Linked DNA regions of Mus musculus: region 1 is linked to region 2. Evidence: chromatin contacts called from public Hi-C data. All regions are on one chromosome and are shown on one strand. The core of a region is the stretch at or near the end of the contact, and the rest is flanking DNA. Distances in the headings are between cores, read along the strand shown.

Region 1 (5,069 bases), core at 1,558-4,057, 170 kb before region 2:
CTCAGATAACACACTCAGCACCTGGCATGTTGAACAAGCTTAGCCGATGACATTGAATGCGCAAGCACACAAGACAAACTTCCTGGGTTTGGTTCCCACTGTCACTTCCTTTTCTTTGCTTCATATAATTATATCAAAAGCATCTAGCACATAATACACGTTCAATAAATATAAAAGCAATCGGTTATATGGGAAAAATAAGTACTATCTTCCACCCCTGGCTTGTAGACATTAGATATGGTTATTAACAAAATTCATATCATAATTAAACAGACAACGAATGCAGAGAGAAACAGTGACAAGAGAGAACACGGAAGGATGGAAGCCCCGACTCCATCCCTGTGTGAACTTGGAGAGGTCTGTTAATTCCCCCGAGCCTCAGTTTCCCCATCTGGTAAAGTGGGCTAATTCTTGTCTTGAGGGACTATTACTAACACTATAAAAAAAGCAAACATCACTCAGGTGGCAGAGGCAGGCGGATTTCTGAGTTCGAGGCCAGCCTGGTCTACAAAGTGAGTTCCAGGACAGCCAGGGCTATACAGAGAAACCCTGTCTCGAAAAACCAAAAAAAAAAAAAAAAAAAGCAAACATAATGGAAGTGGAGTGACTTACCTCCCATCTTGAGCTAGACACTTTATTTTATGTCCTATCTCATTATCCCATTAAAGAGGGGTGTGTATATCCTTTTTATTTCAGACAGGGTCTCACCAGGTAGTCCTGGTTGGCCTGGAACTCACTTTGTAGACCAGGGTGACCGCAAATGCATAGAGACCTACCTTTGACCTGCTTCTGCCTCCAGAATGCTGGAATCAAAGGCATTTGCCATCTTACCCAGCTTATTATATATATTATTAATCTTATTGAATGAGAGAAAAGTTATTAAAGAATAGTGGGAGGCAATTCCTCCAGGAAGTAGGCTAGAGCAGGATTTGAACCCAGGACTTGCTGCCTCTAACAGATAATGGGCCCTCACAGGAACTCAGTAATGTCGTTTATTTTTTTCCTTTCCTGACTCTAGAATTTCAATGTATAGAATCTGGGAAGCTGGGCTTAGTAAGCCACACACCTGTAATCCCAGAGACTGAGAACCTGAAGCACTAGAGTCAAAAGTTCAAAGCTACTGTAGGCTACAGTGAGTTCAAAGCCAGCCTAGGCAACTTAGTGAGAACCCCATATCAAAATAAAAGGGGCTTGGGGGATGCGGTTTAGTCATAGAGTGTCTGTTTAGCGTGTGTGAGGCCCTGGGTTCAGTCCCCAACAAACCAAACAGAACAAGTCCGAGAGAAGACGCTCAATAAGAGACACTGGAGTTTACTTCTGTTAAGTGCCACACCCAGCCATCCTACCCTAAACTATCAGCTTCAACTTACCAGTCTGGGAAAATCCTTTTTACTGGCTCCCTCTGCGTGATCCTGGCTTGAGTCATCTGGACTTGTCCAAGGCCGCTTCTTCACATGTGTAGGTCTTCTCTGCTCTAGGGGTGCACCATCGAGCCCACCCAAGGGCTCTGGGGAGCTAGCACAGGAATTGGCTGGGGCAGAAAGTCCTTGTTCCAGCTCCATCCTGGACCCTGACTGGGCCTTGTCCTCTGGCCCCACCGGGTCAGGTGGAGTGCCAGGGCTGCCAACCACAAACGCGGGCTGTACTTCCTGCTGATCTGTAGAATCCTCAGTCAGCACCTCTGGGTACAGTGCTGGACTCTGAAGAGGCTCCTGGGTGACCAGACTAAGGGGCTCGCCTCCAAAGAGCCCTGGGAATTCAAAAAGGTGATCAAGGCTGTCTGGCGCAACCCCATCCTTAGAAAAGAGCATGTTTTCAACCTCGGTTTCTACAGCACATTCCACCCAACTTCCACCTGGCTCTCCAGGCTCAGTGTCCTTAGAAGAAAGAAGCCTTGGGGGACCTGCAAAGGCCTCTGGAGAAGCACACTCGGGAGGGTCCCCATCTGGTCTTTGACCAAACCTCAGGGAAAAACCTGACTTTTCCTCCTCCTGGGGACAGATTCCACACTTCCTGCATTTCCTTCGGAAAGGGGGCAGGACTGGAGATGGGGGCGGGCCCTTTGCACTGAGCCCCTCTTTGCTGAGTGTAGGATCCTCTGGGGAAACCATTCCTTCGACAGTGGTGGCTTGTCTAAAGCTGGGGCTGCTGGCCTCTTCCATTCCTGCTGGCCCCTCTGTACAGACCAGTACTCTATCTGGGAAGTCCAGTGATGTACCACAAAGACTTCTGGAGCTTCCAGTAGCCAAGAAGTCACACAGAGAGTCCTGGAACCTAGACAATGTCCTCTGTCCACCAGCCCTGGCTAAAAACTTGTCAACAGGCCTATGTGGAAAAGAGGGAGGTCTCAGGGAAAGCCTGACTGGGTAGTCCTCCCCGGCTTGCCAACTCACCTCCTAGACATGCTCCCTCCCCCGACCCCCACTCCTCGCACTAGTCTGCAGAAGGGAAGCTATCCAGATAGGGCCACTCCTCTGAGCTTCCCAAGAGCTTTTTTACCCTTTAAGCTTTCTGCTTAAATGAAAAAGGGTAAAAGTCACTACTTATCAGTGACACTGTGAAATGAGGTATCTCGCTTCACCCTAGCTGGTTCAGAGACTGCCCAAAAGCACACAGAGAGCAGAAAAGAGGAGATTCTCCCAGAAATGCAAAAGCCAGCTCCACACGGAGCAGAAATCTCAGCCCTATCTATACCCCACTCCTATAAACAGGACTCTGAATCAAGCCAGTCCCTGAACGCACTAGGACCTCCGACCTAAAGCTCCAACCGCTTACATCTGAGCTGCTACAGCTCCTTCTCCTTCTACTCCTGGGGGGCCGGGGGGGGGGGTTGAGGGAAGAAGCACGTGATGCGGAGAAGATGGTCCTGGATCCAAGGGGTGGGAGGCAGGACCTGGTGGTGCCCAGCAACGGCTCCCTAGGGGTGCTGGCGTTCTTGTCCAGCAGGAGGCGCTCGCTCCCTGCCGAGGGCTTCTGGGAGGAGGTGCCAATCATTCTGCCTCCACGCGACCGGGCGGGGTGCGGGGTGCGTGGGCAAAGGAATCGCAGACCCCCCGGATGCCGAAAGCTGCCTAAGATTGTAAACAGAGTGGAGGAGGTGTCTGAAACCCCTGGGGATTGTTAAACTCAAATCTGATTATTTTTCCTAATTAGATATTTTAATATTGTCTGGCATACAATATATCTAGACACACATGTGCCTTCTAGTCGAATAGAACGTCAAGAAATAGAAAAGTTTAAACTTCCTCTCATTTCTCAACCCTCTACTCTGTGGAACTTTGGGGTTTTTCTTTGTGGTCGATTTTGTTTGCCTGATTTCATAGCTATGGGTGACACTCCCATGCACATATCACTTGGCTCTTAAAATTTAAAAACCAAGTGATATGGCACTTAATAATCCATTAATCTATTAATTATTTATATTTATTGTTAATAGTATAATTAGTTGTTGATTATATATATTATAATTTATGATTAATTAGTTATTGATCCCACATGTGGTGACTTTATTTACTATTCTTTCCCCCCTCCACCCAGTTTTTAGTTTTTGAATATTTTTTAATTTTTAAAAATTGAATGTATTGGGCATGGTGGCCCATACCTTTAATCCCAGCACTCGGGAGGCAGAGGCAAGCGGATTTCTGAGTTCCAGGCCAGCCTCGTCTACAAAGTGAGTTCCAGAACAGCCAGGGCTATACAAGAGAAACCCTGTCTCAAAAAAAAAACGACAAATAAATAAATAAATAAATAAATAAATAAATAAATAAATAAATAGGAGGAGGAGGGAGAAGGAAGGGAAAGAGAGAGAGACAGAGAGAGAGAGAGAGAGAGAGAGAGAGAGAGAGAGAGAGAGAGAGAGAGAGAGAGAGAAGCAAAGTAAAATGTGAAGTCTGCCCAGCACCACCCTCTGCCTTTGAATTCAGAGGCCAGCCTGGGTGTATAAGACCCTGCCCCGAATTAAATAGATACAACAAATAAAATACCAGTTGCAAGGGATTCTGGGAAGCCACTTCCACCTCACCTCTTCCCAAGAGAGCAGGAAGGCACACTGGAATGGGAGAATGGAAGCAATATTTGAAAATATCTTTCATCTAATTAATATGTCAATTGCTTTCTCTCTCTTATGAATTTTGATTTGATTTGGCCTCATGAATCTCAGACTGGCCTAGAAATCAGTAAGTAACCAATGGGAGCCTTAATCTTCTCACTTCCAGGGTGCTGGGATCACAGGTGTGGACTACCACAGTGGTTTATGCCATGCTAGGGATGGAGCTAGGGTTTCGGGCATGGTGGGTAACCACTCTGCCCATTGAGCCACATCTCCAGGCCCTCAGTGGGTATTTTTAAATATCAGTCATGTGTTAAAAATACCCCATGTCCGTGGGGTATTTTTAAATCTCACATTACTATTGTGGATTTATGTGTCTAAATTCCTGCTTTAGATATTTCAAAACCACTTTTTAAGAAGCATTCGAAAAATACTTTTTTTTTTAAAGTATGGAACTCAAGGATAATGTTTGTCTTAAAAGCTTATTTATTTCAGCGTAATTTCCAGCTTGGGAAGAAATAAAGGTGCAAATGTATATATTTCTAGAATCTCCGTGCATGCCTCGCCTGCTCTCCTGCTTATTTGCTCTGTGTGTTATCAAGGAACACTCCCTACAGCTCAGCAGCCGGCCACAGGGCTGTCTGCTAAGCTCTGAATCCCCTGTGACCTTTGGGTCCCAGGCTCCAGCTTGGGCACTGGAGTGTCCTTGGCTCTGCCATCTCCTGTTCTAAGGTGTCCTTGTCACTCCTTGTTTCTCACAGCCTTGAACAGTTGTTGAGGGGGACCGTACTCCTCTTGCACAGTGCTTATCAGCTGGGGTTTCTCTAATGGCTTCCTCCCGCATTCGGCCTTCTTCAGAGTGCCACTGAGGGGAAGTGTCTTCTGTCACGTCCTACTGGGGCAGGTGACAGCTCCCAGTGACATTAACCTTCACCACGGGTAGAGTGTTTTCCGGATTTGGCCACGGCCAACTTGCTATTTTAAGAGTGTTAAGATGGAGAGAGGTAGTATTTTCAAAGGC
Region 2 (4,943 bases), core at 2,323-4,822:
ATGTGGGGATAGAAGGTGGGGGTTATATGGGAGTGAGAGGTATGTGGGGGTGGACTGTCCTGAGCAACCAACAGGCAATGTCTTGGAAAGAAATAGTCACTACAAGGGAAGTTAAAACAAAACAAAACAAAACAAAACAAAACAAAACAAAGCAAAACAAAGCAAAACACAGCCCAAAGCCAGGCAGTGGTGGCACATGCCTTTAATCCCAGCACTCGGGAGACAGAGGCAGGCAGATTTTTGAGTTCGAGGCCAGCCTGGTCTACAGAGTGAGTTCCAAGACAGCCAGGGCTACACAGAGAAACCCTGTCTCCAAAAAAAACAACAAACAAACAAACAAACAAACAAACAAATAAACCACAGCCCAGAAGAAGGTAAACCCTAAACACTCATTTCTCTTGTATGCCAGTATACTGGTACCTCCCATTGGCCAAACCAGGAGCAGCAGACCCAGATGATAAGCCCATGAGGCAGGGGCATAGAAGGCCAGAAAACAGGTGGGGCTCAGGGGCTGTTAACACAGGGGGCCATAAAGTCTTGTGCTACCAACTATCAAGTACATCAAAGCCAAGTGATTTTAGTATAGTTCTCCTTTCACTTGGAATCCAGACAGTGAAATTCTCCATTGCTAGTGTGTTTCAAATTGGAGAGCAGGAACATTGTAGAGAAAGATGAAAACAACAACAAAAAAGTAAATGAGTATGTTATCTGTAGGACTGCTGAGTGTTATAGCTCACACTTGTAATCCCAGGACATAGAAGTCTAAGGCGGGAGGATTGAGAGTCCAAGGCTAACCTGGGCTACATACCAAAACCCATCTCTAAATACATACATACAAAACCAGAAATGAAGAGCCAAACAACTGAAAAGGCGTCTGCAGAATTATCCACCCTGCCTCAGAAAGAAGAGAGTGAACTTGTTGCTGAAGTGGAACTTGTTGCTGCCTTCTTCCATGTTCCCTTTACCACTGCCAGCACATGGCTATTGGTGATGCTTGGTTCGGAGGACCTGACCTTCCTTTCCACAGGATTCAGGCTGTTAGTGCTCCCTTCTTTATTGCTTTGCTACAGTTTTACCCCAACAGTTATTAGAATGGGAATACTCAGAGGTTCCCTAGCGATCCACTGGAAACAAAGTATTCTTTGTTCCTTTAGTCATCGCAATCTAATTTCCACATGACAATGAGGACCAATCACTCCAGCCAATATTGCAAACTCCTTTTCCACCGTCAGCTCAATAGTATGATGATCTCCAGATAACCAGGGGGGACATCTGAGCTTGTAAAACAGATAGAAGCAATTTAATGTGTGTCTTCCCTGGAGGAGGCTGAGAAACAGCCTCTTCAAATCCACTGAACAAGATGTTACAAGGACAAAAAAAAGCCAAAATCGGGTGAATTATTAAGGACAAAGGTGAAAAAGATCATCACGATATCCACCCTGGAACCTTGCATTCTGACATGTTGAAGAGGACACACCACCCCCGTGCCTCTGGGTTGCGGGGACACCGAGGCAGGGTTTCGCTATGTGGTTCTGGCTATCCTAGAACTCACACTGTAGACAAGGCTGGCCTCGAACTCACAGAGATTTGCCTGTTACTGCCTCCCAAGTGCTAGGATTAAAGTAATGCACCAACTCCACCATCCAAGAAAGGCTGTCCTGGAACTCTCTCTGTAGACCAGGCTAGCCTAGAACTCAGACACTTACCAGTGTCTGTCTCTCCTGAATGCTGGGATAAGAGGCATGGACCACCATGGCCAGCCAAGAATGGAGGCTTAATTGCTCGATTTGAGCTTTAGCACAGTAATTCAATAGTTTCAGAATTAATCTGTTCATTAAGATTGACTTGAGGTTTTATGAATTGTATTATTTAATAGGATATTGAAAATGTTCTAGGGCTGGAGAGATGGTACTGACTGCTCTTCCAGAGGTCCTGAGTTCAAATCCCAGCAACAACATGGTAGCTTACAGCCATCCCTAATTAGATCTGATGCTCTTTTCTGGGGTGTCTGAAGACAGCTACAGTGTAATTACATATAATAAATAAATAAATCTAAAGGAAGGAAGGAAGGAAGGAAGGAAGGAAGGAAGGAAGGAAGGAAAGAAAGAAAGAAAGAAAGAAAGAAAGAAAGAAAGAAAGAAAGAAAGAAAGAAAGAAAGAAAGAAAGAAAGAAAGGCAGGCCGGCCAAGCAGTGGTGGTGCACGCCTTTAATCCCAGCACTTGGGAGGCAGAGGCAGGTGGATTTCTGAGTTCGAGGCCAGCCTGGTCTACAAAGTGAGTTCCAGGACAGCCAGGGCTGCACAGAGAAACCCTGTCTTGAAAAACCAAAAAAAAAAAAAAAAAAAAAAAAAAGAAACCATGTCTCAAAAACAAACAAACAATAAAAAATTTTAAAAAGAGGGCTGGAGAGATGGCTCAGTGGTTAAGAGCACTGACTGCTCTCCCAGAGGACCTGAGTTCAATTCCCAGCAACCACATGGTGGCTCACAGCCATCTGTAATCGGATCTGATGCCCTCTTCTGGTGTGTCTGAAGACAGCTACAGTGTACTCATATAAATAAAATAAATAAATCTTTTAAAAAAAATTTTTTAAAAAGAAAGAAAATGTTCTACAAAGAAATGATATAAGTGAATTATATGCATACAGAGCCTGAAAAGACCAGAAGGGGGAGCCAGAGCCCCTTGGAGTTACAGATGATTAGGAACTGTCCTATGGGTGCTGGGAATAGAACCTGAGTCCTCCAAAAGAGCAGTGAGTGCTCTTTACCACTGAACCATCTTTCTTTTATTTCCTTCCTTCCTTCCTTCCTTCCTTCCTTCCTTCCTTCCTTCCTTCCTTCCTTCCTTCCTTCCTTCCTTCCTTCCTTCCTTCCTTCCTTTCTCTCTCTCTCTCTCTCTCTCTCTCTCTCTTTCTTTCTTTTCTTTTGGTTTTAAGAGACAGGGTTTCTCTGTATAGCCCTGGCTGTCCTGGAACTCACTCTGTAGACCAGGCTGGCCTCGAACTCAGAAATCCACCTGCCTCTGCCTCCCGAGTGCTGGGATTAAAGGCATGCGCCACCATTGCCCGGCCAACCTTGAACTTCAGATCCCTCTGTTTGTTTCTGCCCCTGGAATTACAGGCCTTTGCCACCATGCTTAGCTTTTATATTTTCTTTAGGTTTTCTCTTCTTTTTTTTCCCCCCCAACCCCCTTAAACAAAGGTTTGATAAACTTTAAGGAAGGAATCTTTTGGGGTTTTTTGTTTTGTTTTGTTTTTTTGTTTTTTGTTTTTTTGTTTTGGTTTGGTTTGGTTTTTCAAGACAAGGTTTCTCTGTGTAGCCCGTGGCTGTCCTAGAACTCTCACTGTAGACCAGGCTAGACTAGAAAGAACTCAGACATTCACCAGCTTTGGCTCCTGAGTGCTGGAATTAAAAGCATGGGCTAGCTCTTCCAATCTCTTTGGCCTCGCCGGTAGAAGCAAGATGACAAAGGGAATGTTATCCTTTGGTAAGCGTCACAACAAGACACACACACTGTGCCTGCGGCTCCAAGGCCTACCACCTTCAGAAGTCGACTTGTGGCAAATGTGGTTACCCTGCCAAGCGCAAGAGGAAGTATAACTGGAGTGGCAAGGCTAAGAGACGAAACACTACCGGGCCTGGTCGGATGAGGCACCTAAAGATTGTCTACCGCAGATTCAGACATGGACTCCGTGAGGGGACAACACCGAAAGCCAAGAGGGCAGCTCTTGCAGCATCCAGTTCATCTTAAGGATTTCAATCAGTCATAAAATAAATGTTCTGCTTTCAAAAAAAATAAAAAATAAAAGCATGGGCTACCATGTCCAGCAAAGAAAAGAGTTTTAATTGCTTGATTTGAGCTTTAGCATAGTAATTCAATAGTTTCAGAATTAATCAGCTCATTAAGGTTGACTTGAACTTTTATGAATTACAAGTATATTTCATAGGATATTGAAAATGTTGTATAAAGAAATCACAGGATTCAAAAAAAGCATACCAAGTTTTACAGTATGAGCTATAATCTATGTAATAAATCTAGCTGTAATCTATGTAATAATCTATGTAATAAATCTATATAATTTTAGGGGGTTATAGCTCAGTCTTGGGTTTTAAATCATCAAATTGGTCACATAAATGTTAAAGTATTATCCTCAAGTCAGAAAGTAGATAAAGGATAAGACAGAGAAAAACAAAGTGATTTTCACAGTTACCACATCACAATATTCAAATATTCATTGTAAAAAATCCACAAAAGCCAGCCAGCTGTGGTGGTATGTACCTTTAAACCCAGCACAAGAGAGGCAGAGATAGGCAGATCTTTTATGAGTCCCAGGCTAGCCTGGTCTACATAGTTAGTTACACAGTGAGATCCTGCTCAAAACCAACCATGTAGTGTCTCAGAAATGAGTACCAGACTCTAGTTAAGCTTGTTGTAAAACCTGTGTGACTCCACAGAGCACCTCAGGGAAATCCTGCCTAGAGTGAGTGTAGACTGTAGTGTAGATGACAGTTCTGCTGGTTCAAATTCACTCTGGCTGGTACTCAAAGGATGCTGGGGGCTGCTGGTACCCACAGCATGGTCAAAGCCACCATACTCAGTTTCAGTGGCTTCCTGTGGTACTGGAAAAGGGCATGGTAAATCTGGACCGGGTCTTCTGAGTTTGACAGTGTCCCTCCTCCACAGCTGTGTGCCCATATGCAAGCACCTGGTCAGGACAGGTGTCAAGACCAAAGCCCTGCCTTATCTGCTGTATACCAGGAAGTGAACTGACTTTGTACATGGCTGACTGGCTGTCCTGGCCTCAAGAAAAGGAAACGCCATGATGATCAATCAGGCTCGTTGAGAGGCTGGTGATCTATGGGAGGCTTCAGCCTCTTCCTCCCTTGGCTTGTGCATCATCTAGTTGTCCAGTCAGATAGTAGAACAGGATCAACACCTTGTGC

What was found. A called contact is a pair of places that touch in the nucleus more often than the background predicts.
Region 1: a Hi-C map of bone marrow-derived macrophages shows a contact between it and region 2, with 45 read pairs. The contact joins the promoter of Spocd1 here to the enhancer-like site in region 2. A contact is called at or near these places in 44 of 484 Hi-C or Micro-C datasets (the AML12 cell line, the Ba/F3 cell line, CD8 T cells and 31 more), 19 of 115 datasets of contacts at active chromatin or transcription factors (the 230-238 cell line, CD4 T cells, DN3 thymocytes and 14 more) and 4 of 9 other capture datasets (adipose tissue, embryonic stem cells, liver and 1 more).

Annotation. Positions count from the first base shown.
Region 1 is chr4:129,926,505-129,931,573 of GRCm38.p6, reverse strand. Spocd1 (SPOC domain-containing protein 1) reads right to left here and starts at 2,807. Exons shown (of 15, transcript XM_017320505.1): 1 at 2,776-2,807; 2 at 1,371-2,325. The coding sequence starts at 2,777.
Region 2 is chr4:129,760,435-129,765,377 of GRCm38.p6, reverse strand. It overlaps the pseudogene Gm12967. Among named protein-coding and RNA genes, the nearest start is that of Khdrbs1, 21 kb to the right of the region's middle. Within about 2 kb of position 3,572, at least 68 of the 459 cell types and tissues checked have an H3K27ac peak or open chromatin away from gene starts, as enhancers often do. A contact at or near this core is called in the 230-238 cell line, CD8 T cells, DN3 thymocytes and 13 more, where this site is marked.